Linked DNA regions of Zea mays: region 2 is linked to region 1. The links are chromatin contacts, called in public Hi-C maps. All regions are on one chromosome and are shown on one strand. The core of a region is the stretch at or near the end of the contact, and the rest is flanking DNA. Distances in the headings are between cores, read along the strand shown.

Region 1 (6,809 bases), core at 1,601-4,100:
ACCAATTCCGGTACTCTCTTTTTTGTTTCTCAAAAATATAGTAATATTGGATTCATCTTTTTGTTTTCAGGAAATCCCTCAATTAAAAGCAATGGATAACAGAATAAAGCTTTTGGACCTATGTGGCACCCACACTAGAGGATAGCAGTCGAGTCCAACAAAACCTTTCGGCTTTCAGCATTGGCTCAGTTATACGAAGGTTCATACAGTTTTGGAACTTCGAAGCCCAAATAGGACTGGGAAGCAAACTTAAACCAAGAGCGCAATTAAAGAATTGCAGTTATGCAACCATACGGTTGGTAAAAAACTGAAGACACTGAAGGGGCAATGCTTCAGCTCATAACACAGAGATATGTCCCTGTATTTTAGAGTAACATAATTTCAAGGAACAAAGTCCACAAGAAAGATACAGACATGTGACTAAGTGATGTAAGAGTTTTGACAAGAATCCCGTGCCATGTCATGCAACAAGGAAAGCTTAACACTTACATCTCATAGCCATGCCTTCCTATCCAGTCCAGTGGTAAACAATCACCTGAAAATTTCAGCAAAGGAAAAGGAAACCTACAAAGCAACGTCGTAACACGCATGGGAACTTTGTTATGCCATTGTTCTTTGAAAACAAAAAATCCTTTGTTGCAGCAACAAAGCTTAGCTATATATTGAATGCAAGGATCAAAACACACCAGCATTTAGTGCTATAAAATCAAGGATACATATATATTATAGGATGCAAATTAAGCGAAAAAAAGGGATGAGATATAACATGTGTAATCTGTAGCTACAGGTTTACAGGTATTATAATTAAGGCAGCCAAAGAAATTCATGAAACTAAATAGCTTATCAATACATAACACAACTTTATAACTTCTAATGCATACAAGATGGATGCAAATTCGAACAAGCAACCTTAAGAGTTATATACATGCAAATGCTACCAAGCAGAACATTCAAGCACAAATAATAACTTAGTTGCAGTGCCCAATTCCAACTATTAACAAGACAAAATATGCATAGCTACTTGCTCTACAACCCAGAAATAACAAGGAAAACATCTGGTTCAATGACCAGATATAACACACCATGTTGTGGAATACACAAAACACATTCAGAAAAAGGCACAAAAGTGAAAACATAACACATGGGGAATATTATCAGTTATAGGGCACATATGACCATTGCATTTTCAATAAGCAAGTTAAGATATGAATCTACATGCTACCGTGCAGAATTCGAGCACCAAGAACAAACTAAATTCAGTTCCCATTATCACCATCGCTAACACCAGAGCAGTTCCTTACTCTACAAACCAAATTCATTGACAATTCAGCTTCTAACTAGAAAGTCTTCTGTTCTATTTCTAGAACTAACCCGCCATGAATATCAGTTGTCCACAACATAAATAAGCAACAGTAAAGCAATTGCAAGATTATCCTCCGGGCATCAGCTCATTATCCAAGTTTAGCATTTTTTACTCCTCACTGAAACAGGGTGGAACTAGGAAATCAGACCCTGAGAATCTGAAGCTTATTGGCGAATGCGATTGCAACCCAGTCAGGCTGGGTCGCCGACCACTGCAACTGCTCAATCTCTGCCCCTGCTGTATATGCCAAAATGGGATCAAGACCGCCCTCTGCTGCTGCTCCAGCGGCTGTGTTACCATTCCCATTGCCACTGCCATTGCTACCAGTTCCCATAGACGACAAATCCCATATCAGTGCCTGCATGTCATCCCCAGCTGTGCAGATGTGGCAAGAAGAGTGAGGTGCCCACGCAATGGCATTGACAGGGGCATGGTGACGGTGTAGCTCTACCACTGGCAGTGTTGGGTAGCGGATATCAAGCACAACCACCTTGGGGCTGTCCATGATGATGGTGGCCATGTACCTTGGGTCCTGCTTGTTCCAGCCCAACCTCACGAGTGGTGTCGGGGACGCAGTCCCACCATCTCCGGCGCCAGAGTTGGAACCGCCGCCGCTGCTGCCACCTGAACCAGACTCATAAATGATTGTGGAGTGCTCCTTGTCCCGTAAATCAAAGACGCGAACAGAGCCGTCGGCGGAGACGGAGGCAAAGACCCCCGCGCCGCCCCAGGCGATGTCGTAGACCTCCTTGTCGTGGGCGATGAGCTGGGTGTCAACGGCCTCGCGCTCGACGTCCCAGATTGTGCAGGTGGTGTCGATGGAGGAGGTACCGATGCGGCGCGGATCGGCGTCGTTCCAGTCGAAGGAGGTGAGCGGCCCGCAGTAGTCGCTGTTGCGGTTGCCGTTGAGCTCGGAGCGTAGCTCGATGCCCGGCTGCTGGGTGCCGTTGCAGCGGACGGAGCCGTTGTTGTTGTTGGCGGAGGCGGCGCCGTCCTCGGCGTCGTCGGAGGACGGGATGCGCCAGATGCGCAGGTGGTCGGCGGAGGTGGCGAGCAGGTCGGGGCGGAGCGCGTGCGGGTCCGGCATGAACATGGTCTTGGTGGGCGGGTACTGATGGTCGAAGGTGAGGACGGGGGCGATGTCACCCGAGGCCTCATCGAGCTGGACGACCTCGACGCGGTTGGTGACCTGCTCGAGAAGGCTGGCGATGGCAAGGCGGTATTTCTTATCGCGCCGCACGCTCCAGTTCATCGCGTAGATGTGCCAGGCGGCCTCGTACGTGTAGATCTCCGACCGCTTCGCCTCGCCGCCGCCACCGCCAACACCACGGCTGCCCCCGCCGTTGCCCTGCTCCTGATCCGCCCACGCGTCACCTTCGCCGACTCCGCCCATGGCTCCGCCGCCTTCGCGCCGCCGCTAAGGAAGGAAGGGACTCGAGGTGGATAGGGGAAGGTATCGGATTTGGGGGCTTCTGTCGAGGGGAAGAGAGGAAAAGCCGGCTGATTGATTGTAGTGTGCAGTGAAAGCGTCACATAGCCCATACTAGGTGAACGTACGTACCTGGCTAAGATATATGTTAAAATAAAAAAATCTATTTTTTATTTTATGTTTTTATCATCTTTTAAAGTTAAGAATTTTTACATAAGTTTTAACATCGAACAAATCCACCGTGTATATTAAAATACAGTGCTTATCGGCCACTCATGTAATCTACTCTTGTAACATAAAGTAATCAAAATTGGGCAATAATTACCAACCACCTTGTGTTAAGGTAGAAAAATAACAAAAAAAAATTATAATACATCATATCATGTACTGCATCTGAGTACAAGCACATATAGGTCCACCAAATAGATTTGTTATAAGGAAACAAAACGAAGAACTTTAAAACATGATAACAAAAACATAAAATGGAAATAATTTTTTTTAAATTTTAATATATCTGTCACAGAGTAAATCTCCGACCGGGTGGCGGAGTGCACCCGCCCTAAATCCTAAGATGAGGGGGGCTCAGCGTTTCACTTGATCGTTGGAATGAACAGGAAGAACTTAAGAACACACAAGGATTTAGAGTGGTTCGTGCCGCCGGAGCGTAATACCCTACTCCACTTGTGAGTTGTATTGTTTGGGAGCTTGTATGAGCTTAGCGAGTCTGAGCTTGTGTCTGCGTGTAACATCGTATGCCTCCCCTTTTATAGTTGAAGGGGGGCATGCACAAAGAGACCTTGAACCCCGACATGCGGGCCCAGAGACATAAGGTTAGAATACCCGGAGCAACTAATGTTGGTCACCTTGAGATATCTCCATGCGCCTTGACATCTACTGCCTAAGTAGACTTGGCGTGCTGCCAAAGGTTCCTCGGTATCGTCCAAGTTATGATGACCACTACGCGCGTACAGCGGCGTGGGCGTACTGCCCGCTGCTTGATTGGACAGGCATGTCGTCTGGTCTGGTCGACATCTGCCACCAGAGTGGACGAGGCGCATTAAATGCCGAGTCGGCACTTTGCCTTTCTGCAGGGCGGTCAGGCGGCGCGCTATCTCCCGCAATAAATGCAGAGATCGCGTGGCCCCGAAGCCTTACGTCAGGCCCTGCTCTCCGGCTTTCGTCACGGTCCGCAGGCCACGTGGCAGTACTGGCTCCCCGCGCGGGCGGGGAGCGTAGGCGTGCCTGGCAAGATCCCGACAGGTGTCTGTGCCGGACCCCTGTACGCCCCTGACTTAAGCCAAGGTACACCTCGCCCCGAGATCTCGTTGTGGACGGTCCGGACCTCACCTAGAGGGGTCCGGGTTCCGTCTTAGGGGAACACTGAGATCCCAATTAGGTATGTTGGGGTCCGGCATCCTCTCACGGGGGTCTGGATCCTGGCGGCCTCGGAGTTTGCCCCCGTGGCGGGGTAAGGCGCGTTTTACCGCGCCTTCTTACTATAGTAAGGGGTACCCCTGTTCCAGGGTACCGACAGTGGCCCCCGGGCCCGCCTCAGGGGAGGTTACGACCCTGTAGGTGGGGCTAAAGCCTGGTTGACGCGCCATTTCTGGGCACTTGTTGTCATAATTGTTGTCAATCTGTCTTTAGTCGAGCCGCCTGCCCCGTCCGTCCCCACAGCTGGCAGGTACGTGGCCCCCGCCTCCGCCGGTTTCGTCGGGCTGCGCGCGGGGCGTCTTATTGCCGCCGCCTCAAAAATATCTTTCAGCGGCCCCTAGGCGACGTGCGGTCCTGCGTGACGGTTTGCTTCCGGGGAGGGACGGCTCGTCTTCCATGCACTCGGAGGCTGGTTCTCCAAGTACGTGACATGTGGACCTGGGCCCCCATGTCGGGGACCGAGTCCCTGTGAGTACTAGGCGTGCGCTGGATGGAGTTGAGACGCGCGCGGAAGAGCCCTTTTTGAGAGAAAGGGACTTATTCCGCGGCCAGCAGTTTCGCATTCGCACTTTTCTTCAACTGTTGCGTCCTTCCTCCTCTGAGTCCTCTACGCCTCTGTCGTACTCACATTTATTTGCCTTTCGCCGTCATAGCAGCCATGGCTTCTCTGGCTCATCCCGAGCGTTACCAGTCCGAGAGGAGGCTCAACACGGTGTGCCTCATGCTCGGATGGAGCGCGCCGTTGCTCGCCTGTAGGATCTGGGCCGGCGCTTCCCCCCTTGGCGATCTCGCTGCCGGGGAGTTCGTGCTCTTTGTCTCCTATATCTCGTGCGGGTTGACGTTGCCGATTTCCCCCTTCTTCATGTTACTGTTGGAGGACCTCGGTCTCCAGCTCCAGCACCTCACACCCCACTCCATTCTTTAGGCGGCCATCTTTGCCCACCTGTGTGAGATGTTCGTGGGGGTGGCACCGTGCACCTCTCTCTTCCACCATTTTTTCGTGCTGGTGAAGTCCGGGAAGGCCAAGGACCATCTCAGAGCGTATTATTTCCAGACAAGGGTGGATTTAGCCCGCTCCTATATCTCCTCCCTCAGCGGCGCGAGGTGGGAAAACTGGCAGGCTGAATGGGTGATCGCCAGTACCGAGGCTAGCGACTGCCTCGTGCTTCCAAGCTACGGTCCGAGGCTTGAGAAGAAGCAATGGAGAGCTAAGCCGTCGTTGGCGCCGGAATTTGAGCCCGTGTTGGGCAGGATCGAATCTCTGGCATCCGGCGGTCTGACGTCGATGCACGTGGTCAGCGACTTCATGCAGCGCCGGATCGCGCCGCTGCAGGCGAGGACACGCTTGAGCTGTTGGTTCTCTGGCACGAATGACCCCAGCCGGGTCCAACGCGGGCCAGGCACTGACCTATCTTGGGAGGAGCTAGAACTCTTAGTGAACGGGATCACTGGTGAGTCCTTCGTCGCTGAGTCCTTGATCTTTCCTGAAGTGAGAGCACCTAGAGGGGGGTGAATAGGTTATCCTATAAAAATCTAAGACTTGTAGCCACAAAACTTGGTTAAGTGTTAGCACAATGGAATCAAGTGGCTAAGGACCGAGCTCTTGTGAAACACAATGGTCACAAAGAAAACAAGCACAAGAGACACGGTGATTTATCCCGTGGTTCGGCCAAGTATAACACTTGCCTACTCCACGTTGTGGCGTCCCAATGGACGAGGGTTGCACTCAACCCCTCTCAAGTGATCCAATGATCGACTTGAATACCACGGTGTCTTTCTTTTTTATACTCTCTCCCGATTGCGAGGAATCTCCACAACTTGGAGCCTCTCGCCCTTACAATTGATGATCACAAAGAAGCACGGAAGTAAGGGTGGGCAGAGCAACACACACAAGACTCAAAGCACGAGCACAATCACGCACACAAGCCACAACTTGAGCTCACAACACAACTCAAGGAGTCTCTACTCAAATGGAGCTCAAGTCACTATCTCAAAGAATTGAATGCGCGAGAATGGAGTCTTAGTGCTTAGGAATGATCAAGGAATGCTTGGGTAACTCCTCCATGCGCCTAGGGGTCCCTTTTATAGCCCCAAGGCAGCTAGGAGCCGTTGGAGGCACTCATGGAAGGCAATTCTTGCCTTCTGTCGGGTGGCGCACCGGACATCCACTGTTTATGGTCCGGTGTGGATCTCCTTCCTAAAATGGCACAGCCGACCGTTGCAGAATTGTAACTGTTGGCGCACCGGACACTGTCCGGTGCACACCAGACAGTCCGGTGCCCCCTGCCAACCGTTGGAGCGGGCCACGCGTCGCCCGCGGATTTGGCGGCCGACCGTTGCGCTGGCGGCCGTTGGCTCACCGGACAGTCCGGTGCACCACCGGACAGTCCAGTGAATTATAGCCGTACGCCACCGACGAATTCCCATGAGTGGCCAGTTCGCCAGAGCCCAGCCTGGCGCACCGGACACTGTCCGGTGCACCCAGACTGAGCTGAGTCTTGGCTGCTTCGAGCCAAGTTTTCCTCTTCTTTTCTTTTCTCTGATTCCAGCACTTAGACAAATATGTTAGTACACAAAAACCAA
Region 2 (6,809 bases), core at 2,355-4,854, 250 kb after region 1:
AGTGTAAAGTTCTAATGTATTGCATATCAATGAAATTACAATCGAAACAAAAGATTATATCAAGTTCCTTAGAATATACAATTGGAAAGATTATACCAAGTTCCTTAGAATAGACAAGCAAAAGTTTATATCCATAGTCACAAAGTTCCTAGATTAATAGGGTCGAGGAACGGGGTACACTACATGTGAGAGATTTTTATACGATGGTAGCAACGAAAATGACCCCGCTTATTCGGGTCGAGGACGACGTTCCCAAGTCGCGGGTCGCTACCACTGTACCTGTTTCTAACTATGATTGTACCAAAGCAAAACATTTACCATGACTATAGTGATCCTTAAATAATATAATTATGTGTAAATAATATAGTCATAGGTGCTACAGTATCAATATTTAGAGCCCCTAGAATTTGGAGGGTATGTACCATCGAACACTTTACTGACCTGCTAACGGATATTTAAATTCCTACTTTGTCATCATTAAAAACCTATCCATTTGTTCATAAGTTAGGTTATCCAAGCATTTGGCCCAGATACATTAATGTCCTGTTAGGTCAATTTCTCTAAAATTAAAGCTATTAATACTAACATTGAAAAGAAAAGACCAGCTGACATTAAAATTACTCTTATTTATAGTGTAGATATATATCTATTTGATAGGATTACTTTGATTTCATTTGCTTGACTTTGTACGTAAGGTGCTCCGGGCACTTGGGCAGGTCCATCTCCCATTCGGACTACAAGCAAAATTCAGCATGTGTCTTGCTGGTTAACATCACAAACTGTCGACAATACCCCCCTGGTCTCTCTATATATAGACACAGCAGTTTTGAGTTTTTATCCGTTTTTATCCGCAATACTATGTGGAACTTTCTTTCTGAATAGTTAAATTTCATTGGACAGATATTTCCCAGTCGCTTGGTGGATCCCGAAATTGAAATCGAAGTTTGGTCCCGCGGCGTCGCGATCGAAGGCATTACTACTCCACTCCAGCGCCCCAGTCCAAAGCACAAAAGCTAAAACCAACCAGCCATATATATATCAACGTCAAGCATCCTTTTCAGTCTTCATGATCAATGCATGCATGGTGGGTACTTCAATTTTAACATTGACATTGATCCAATCCCTGTCGTTTTGTCTCAACATTATATTTCGCTTTCTTTACCCAACATTCCAACCTGCTCGTTGGAACAATATAGGTGAGCGCTAGCTGTTGCCTCCGAGTTGCAGCGACAGGATCTAGAACTCAAACATACAACGCCAACTCTTATCCTTGAGACCTATGTTTTCCTGTTTGAATATTGATTGTTGATTTCATAGGACATAAAATTGTTGAAAGCATATCGTTTTTTTTTTGTATGAAGCTTTAGCTATGCATATGCCTGATCTATACATCCAATTTCTTTGTCTTTCTTTTCCTATTTAGAAAATCCACATTAGACCTCATTGTAGTATGTAAAAAATGTGATTCGACGTGTTGGAAACCATCCACAACATACTCTCTTTCAACTGTCCCCTACTAATTAGTGCCGCCAATTCTATACTAATCCCAAAAAATAGGAGCATCCATATCAGATCATTGATTTTTGGAGGGACCGTGTGGCACCTAAGAAACGCAAATTAGACAACTTAAAACTCTAATTCTAACCATGACTTCTAATTTTTACCTAGTCAAAAAATTATACAATAAATAAACTATTTAAATGTGTAAGTAAGGGGCTGTTTGATTTCTAAGAACTAATTTTTAGTCTCTCTATTTTAGTTTCCATATTTGTTAATTTAGTGACTAAAATAGAATAAAATGGATGGACTGAAAATTAGTTCCTAGAAACCAAATACCCCTAAAGTTTACTAGGTGTATTTTTATATTTATACAAAAGAGTAATGCAAACTAGATTTCAATCCTATCGGCTAAGGGTGTGTTTGGTTCAGCTTTTTGAATCGATTTGCTGCCAAAAATCTAGAATCTCAATCAAATGGGTACAACAAGATAATAGATTCCTAAAAAACTACATATTTCACTAGTTCAATTCAGAATCACCTTCTACCCCAGATTTTCTAGATTCATGTCATTCATATTACAAACTTTCATGTTCTTATAGAATCTATAGTTAAGAGTTGTTTCAACCAAATAAATTTCAGTTTTTCACAATCGTCAACTCACAATAACTTTCTCACGCCTAGAATCAAATTTCCAGGAATTTACATCTGAACCAAAAAGTCCTTAATCTAGGAAGGTAAAGCACACTCTAAGATACACAATATAAATACAGAATCTAAAGACCGATAGAGATAGAAACTCTTATTCGACATCACCATACTTTTACCAAGGTATCAAGAAGCAAACGACTTTCCCCTATTACTTGTTGGAGCCTATCACAAAGATGTCTTCGCAAGAGCCAAGCTCTCAGTTAGATAACTCTATAGATAGCACTTGACCTTTTCCATACATAAGTGGGTCTCCGAGATAACCTCTCTCAGACTGCTTCCGACATTTTCACTATTGAGCTTTTGATCAAAATGTTGCATATATCATTCTAAATGTTGCATGTCTAGTACAAGACGGCGACCACACTACAGACACACTTAGTATGATCTCACATGAATAGTTGGATTGTACGGTCTGGTGCAATGACAAATATCTAAACTTTGGAAAGTGGTGCAATGACAAATTCCAAACCAAATAACCTATTTATGAAATAAATTCTAATTCTTTCAAAATGAAGATATACAAATGACCCGTTTTAGTTGATAACAATGTACAAAAACATTGCAAATCCTTAGGTTTATAGACAAAATTTGTTGCAAATACTATCATGAACATGAGCGAACAGATGTTGCCAAGTCACGGTCGCACGCCGCTGCAACGAACACATCACAATGCCTTTTGCAACCTACGACTCCCAAATAATCACCTGCAGGCCCTACAGCTACAGCGACCGATCAGGTGCACCGATCAGCTATAGATAGTGTCGAAAGCCAGGCGGACAGGGCCGGCCGCTTAGCCGCCTGTCAGCTGTTCGCGCGAGTGACGAGCGCGATGCTTCCGGCCGCTGCATCTACCGCTCATGTGGACATGTGGTCTGGATGCAACGTGAGCTTCGTTTTATCGCGGCCGCTTCACGCTAATGGCGAATATAGAATTGCTGCCTGTTCGGTGTCCCTCGGCCCTCGCGTCGCTCGTGTGCACACCCAGCCGGGGATACGAATATGATATGGAAATCTAATCAGAAAGATTGGGTTCCCCAATCCAACGTGGTTGCAGATCCACTAATCAGCAACCACCAGGAAAGCAACGCAGTGACATAAAAGTTGAGTTTTATTACCCCCAACTACTAGCTGGAAGGAACACAAATGAACCTTAACAATCTGTACATTTTAGAAAATACAAGTAAATCGACAAATCGTACCCTGTGTGACTCTGTCAATAAGGCATGTAAACCCTTTGTAAAAAAGAATGAAGAGAAGAAGAAAGATGATCCTGTACGCTCGTCGAAACCAAAGAAATACAGTGCGTACTACCATTCAAAGCTCTTGCATTATTATTTTCAATCATCTCGTGACGGAAAAACAAAGTCAACACGAAGGACTCGGCCGGTAGCACTGGCGCTAGCAGCAGCAGAGATCGACCGGCCATCGCCGTTTTATAAAAAGAGAGTCCAGCGGTAGCCGTCGCTGACGGACGCCCCCCTCCCAGACCTCCGCCCGGATCTCGCCGCCTCTCCCGCCCCTGCTCGCGAGCCGCCGTCGACAGCCACCGCCATGGGCACGGCCAACGGCCAGCAGCCGGCAGAGGGCGCTCCCTCTGACAAGCTCCGCCACGTCGAGTCCATGTCGGAGCTGCCCTCCGGCGCCGGCAAGATCTCGGGGATCAACGCCGTCGTGCTCGGGGAGTCGCTCGCCGCCGAGGAGAACGACCTCATCGTCCCCAGCCCCGAGTTCTCTGCCAGCGCCCTCGTCTCTTCTCCGAAACAGGTGTGTGCAAAACCGAAACTTAGTACCCGTCGGACGTCTCTCGCCTGCGGCTTGTTGATTCTTGTGCTGTTGAAGGCAAATGCAAAATCGAGTCTTTTTTTTATCCAATCAGCGGCTTGCTCTAGACTAAAGGCGTTTGCTTTAGCACTCGGGCGCTTTTCACTTTGGGCGTCGCACAACTTTGCAATTGCAAGCATGAGAATGAGATGAGAGGTTTGCCATGATCAGGCTTGTTGGGGAAGTCCGACAGGGAACGACAATTCGTCCGCGCTGGTGTTTGTTTCTCATTTTGTTTTCGATGATTGGTGATGTAAATAACATTGCGGTCTTGGTGTGATTTTTCATGGTCGGCATCAGTATCGCGAGATGTATGAGAGGTCCATTAAGGACCCGGCCGGGTTCTGGTCGGAGATTGCCGAGACCTTTTACTGGAAGGAGAAGTGGAACCCCGCCGAGGTCTGCTCGGAGAACCTCGATGTCACCAAGGGACCCGTCCAGATCAACGTAAGTGTTGTTTGATGATTGTTAGCTAAACGTTAGCGTCCCTTTGGAATATGAACGGGTATATTATGGTGGTTCTGATCCGTCTCATGGTTCTTGGTCCTGTACAGTGGTTCAAGGGAGGGAAAACCAACATATGTTACAACGCTGTTGACCGCAACATCGAGTCTGGCAATGGCGACAAGGTTGCAATGTACTGGGAGGGTAATGAGCCCGGTCAGGATGGGAAGCTTACCTATTCCGAGCTCCTGGAGAAGGTTTGCCAGGTAAATGCACGCTCATGTCTGAAATGTTTACCACAAGCAAAACTGGCAACGGCAAGTGTACTAGCACACATGTCACAACACTTGCATTCAGAGACTCAAAGAAGATGACCAGGTCTAAGCCGGTCTTTTATGCTTGTAGCTTGCAAATTACTTGAAGAGCCTTGGTGTCGGCAAGGGTGATGCTGTTATTATATACCTACCAATGTTGCTGGAGCTTCCCATTGCCATGCTTGCCTGTGCCCGCATTGGTGCCGTTCACTCGGTAATTGCAGTATTGGTTGTTTTGTGAACCCTAGGTTTTCTTTTCTATGTTGTGATACATCCATGCTTGTACAGGTTGTGTTTGCTGGCTTCTCAGCAGATTCGCTAGCTCAAAGGATTGTCGATTGCAAGCCTAAGCTTGTCATCACGTGCAATGCTGTGAAGCGGGGAGTCAAGCCCATCTTTCTCAAAGATATAGTGGATGCAGCTTTGGTTGAAAGTGAGAAGAATGGAGTCTCTGTAGGTATGCACTGGGATCTGGTTTGGGTATTCACATCAATAACTTTGAGCTTTTGTCAGGTGGCAGCTATTTTGTACTCGTTATTTCATCCCATTGTCCGCCAGTGTTTTATTGCGACATCATGCCAAACAAACGTCATATGAAGATAGGGCAACATATCAAATGCACATAATCTATCTAGTGCACATATGCACAGATTATATCTGGACCCTTTGTCCAGTAATTAATGATTGACATATTTTACGAAAAAACCCTTCATTGCTCCTCTCCTCCGTGTCTAGGTGTATATTTGCAAAAAACCACTCGCACGTTCAACCATTGATTGTTGGACGAAGGATCCAGATTTAATATGAACATATATGCACGGATGGGTTTTGCACATAGGATACGTTCCCTGAAGATAGACACAAAACTAAGGGTTACACTAGGATTCTCAATATGTTGATTTTTTTTCTGTAGTTGCTCATTTATGTGAGACAAGCGAAACTAATCTCAAATTTGGGTAAATAACCGATTGAGGAAGTCAGACTAAGAAAACATTCATGGGGCAATTAATGTTAACTAATTTTGTGAAGTTGCAAATCAGGGGGTTTCTCATATATCGCAGGTCACAAGCATACTTGATCTTATACAATAAAGGTAAGAACAGTCACTGTCCATTTTGTGACCAATAGGAGGAGAACATCCAACATATCCTAACCACCTGTGTGTTGGCACGAGATTTCTGGTACCGAATTGTATCTGCGTGGGGCCTGCAAGACTGAGTACCTAGCTCTCATGAAATTTCCTTCGCTGATTGGTGGCGCAAAGCGACCAATCCGAAGGAAAAGAAGGGTGGCAAACATCGTCATTATCCTGGGGGCATCGATCCTTTGTTAGCACGTTTCATTTTTTTGGGGAGGGGGGGGGGGGGGGTTGGGGGGTTATTCGGTGCAACCTATTTTGTTCCATTCAACCCCTCATGGCTCAGCCCGGAGTGAGGTGGTCATGTTCATGTAAGGGGCCGGTCCTTTTTTGATTCTATAATACAAAGATGTGCAGCTCTCCTGCACATTCAAGAAAATAAAGATGGGTCATCTGATTGTTTATCCAAATCATAAGAAAACCAAGGTACATGAATTGGGGACATAAATAAGGTAGTTTTCAGTCGACCAACGCTGACAATTGGATGACAACCGAACCATTCAAACATTGGATCATATAAACCATTCATATGGCTACTTACTTTTTAGAATTGTATAAACTGTCGCATTCGGATGATGTCCTGGTGCAGTGGTGAGAGCTGTTTCACTAAGTCACCGGGTCACTGGATCAAAGCCGCCTCTCCGCATTTGCAGGGGAAGGCCTGCCTCGGTTTATCCCTTTCCAGACTTCACTCACATAGGAGCCTCCGGCACTATATCTGCCCTTTATGAAATGTCGCATTTGGATGATGTCTAGCCACTAAAATTGGCCCATGTATCCTATGTTTCTGCATTTGGCGTATAGTGTACTCAACCTCAAGTCCTCAGTTATATTCTAACTTGATAGTCAAAGAAACATCTTTTCTGGCATGTGGTTCATTCAAT

Evidence for each region. Hi-C and Micro-C count contacts between places; a contact is called where the count stands out from the background.
Region 2: a contact with region 1 is called in a Hi-C map of leaf, with 2.7 times the contacts expected there. The contact joins the promoter of LOC100279194 here to the promoter of LOC100383192 in region 1. A contact is called at or near these places in 5 of 25 Hi-C or Micro-C datasets (bundle sheath, leaf and tassel).

Annotation. Positions count from the first base shown.
Region 1 is chr5:170,698,173-170,704,981 of Zm-B73-REFERENCE-NAM-5.0, forward strand. It overlaps LOC100383192 (WD40 repeat protein), which reads right to left and starts at 2,851. Exons shown (of 1, transcript NM_001175855.1): 1 at 1,151-2,851. The coding sequence starts at 2,756. The coding sequence ends at 1,506. LOC118472069 (a long non-coding RNA gene) reads right to left here and starts at 483. Exons shown (of 2, transcript XR_004849601.1): 1 at 1-483.
Region 2 is chr5:170,949,613-170,956,421 of Zm-B73-REFERENCE-NAM-5.0, forward strand. LOC100279194 reads left to right here and starts at 3,605. Exons shown (of 18, transcript NM_001367369.1): 1 at 3,605-3,972; 2 at 4,330-4,476; 3 at 4,584-4,739; 4 at 4,879-5,001; 5 at 5,076-5,244. The coding sequence starts at 3,760.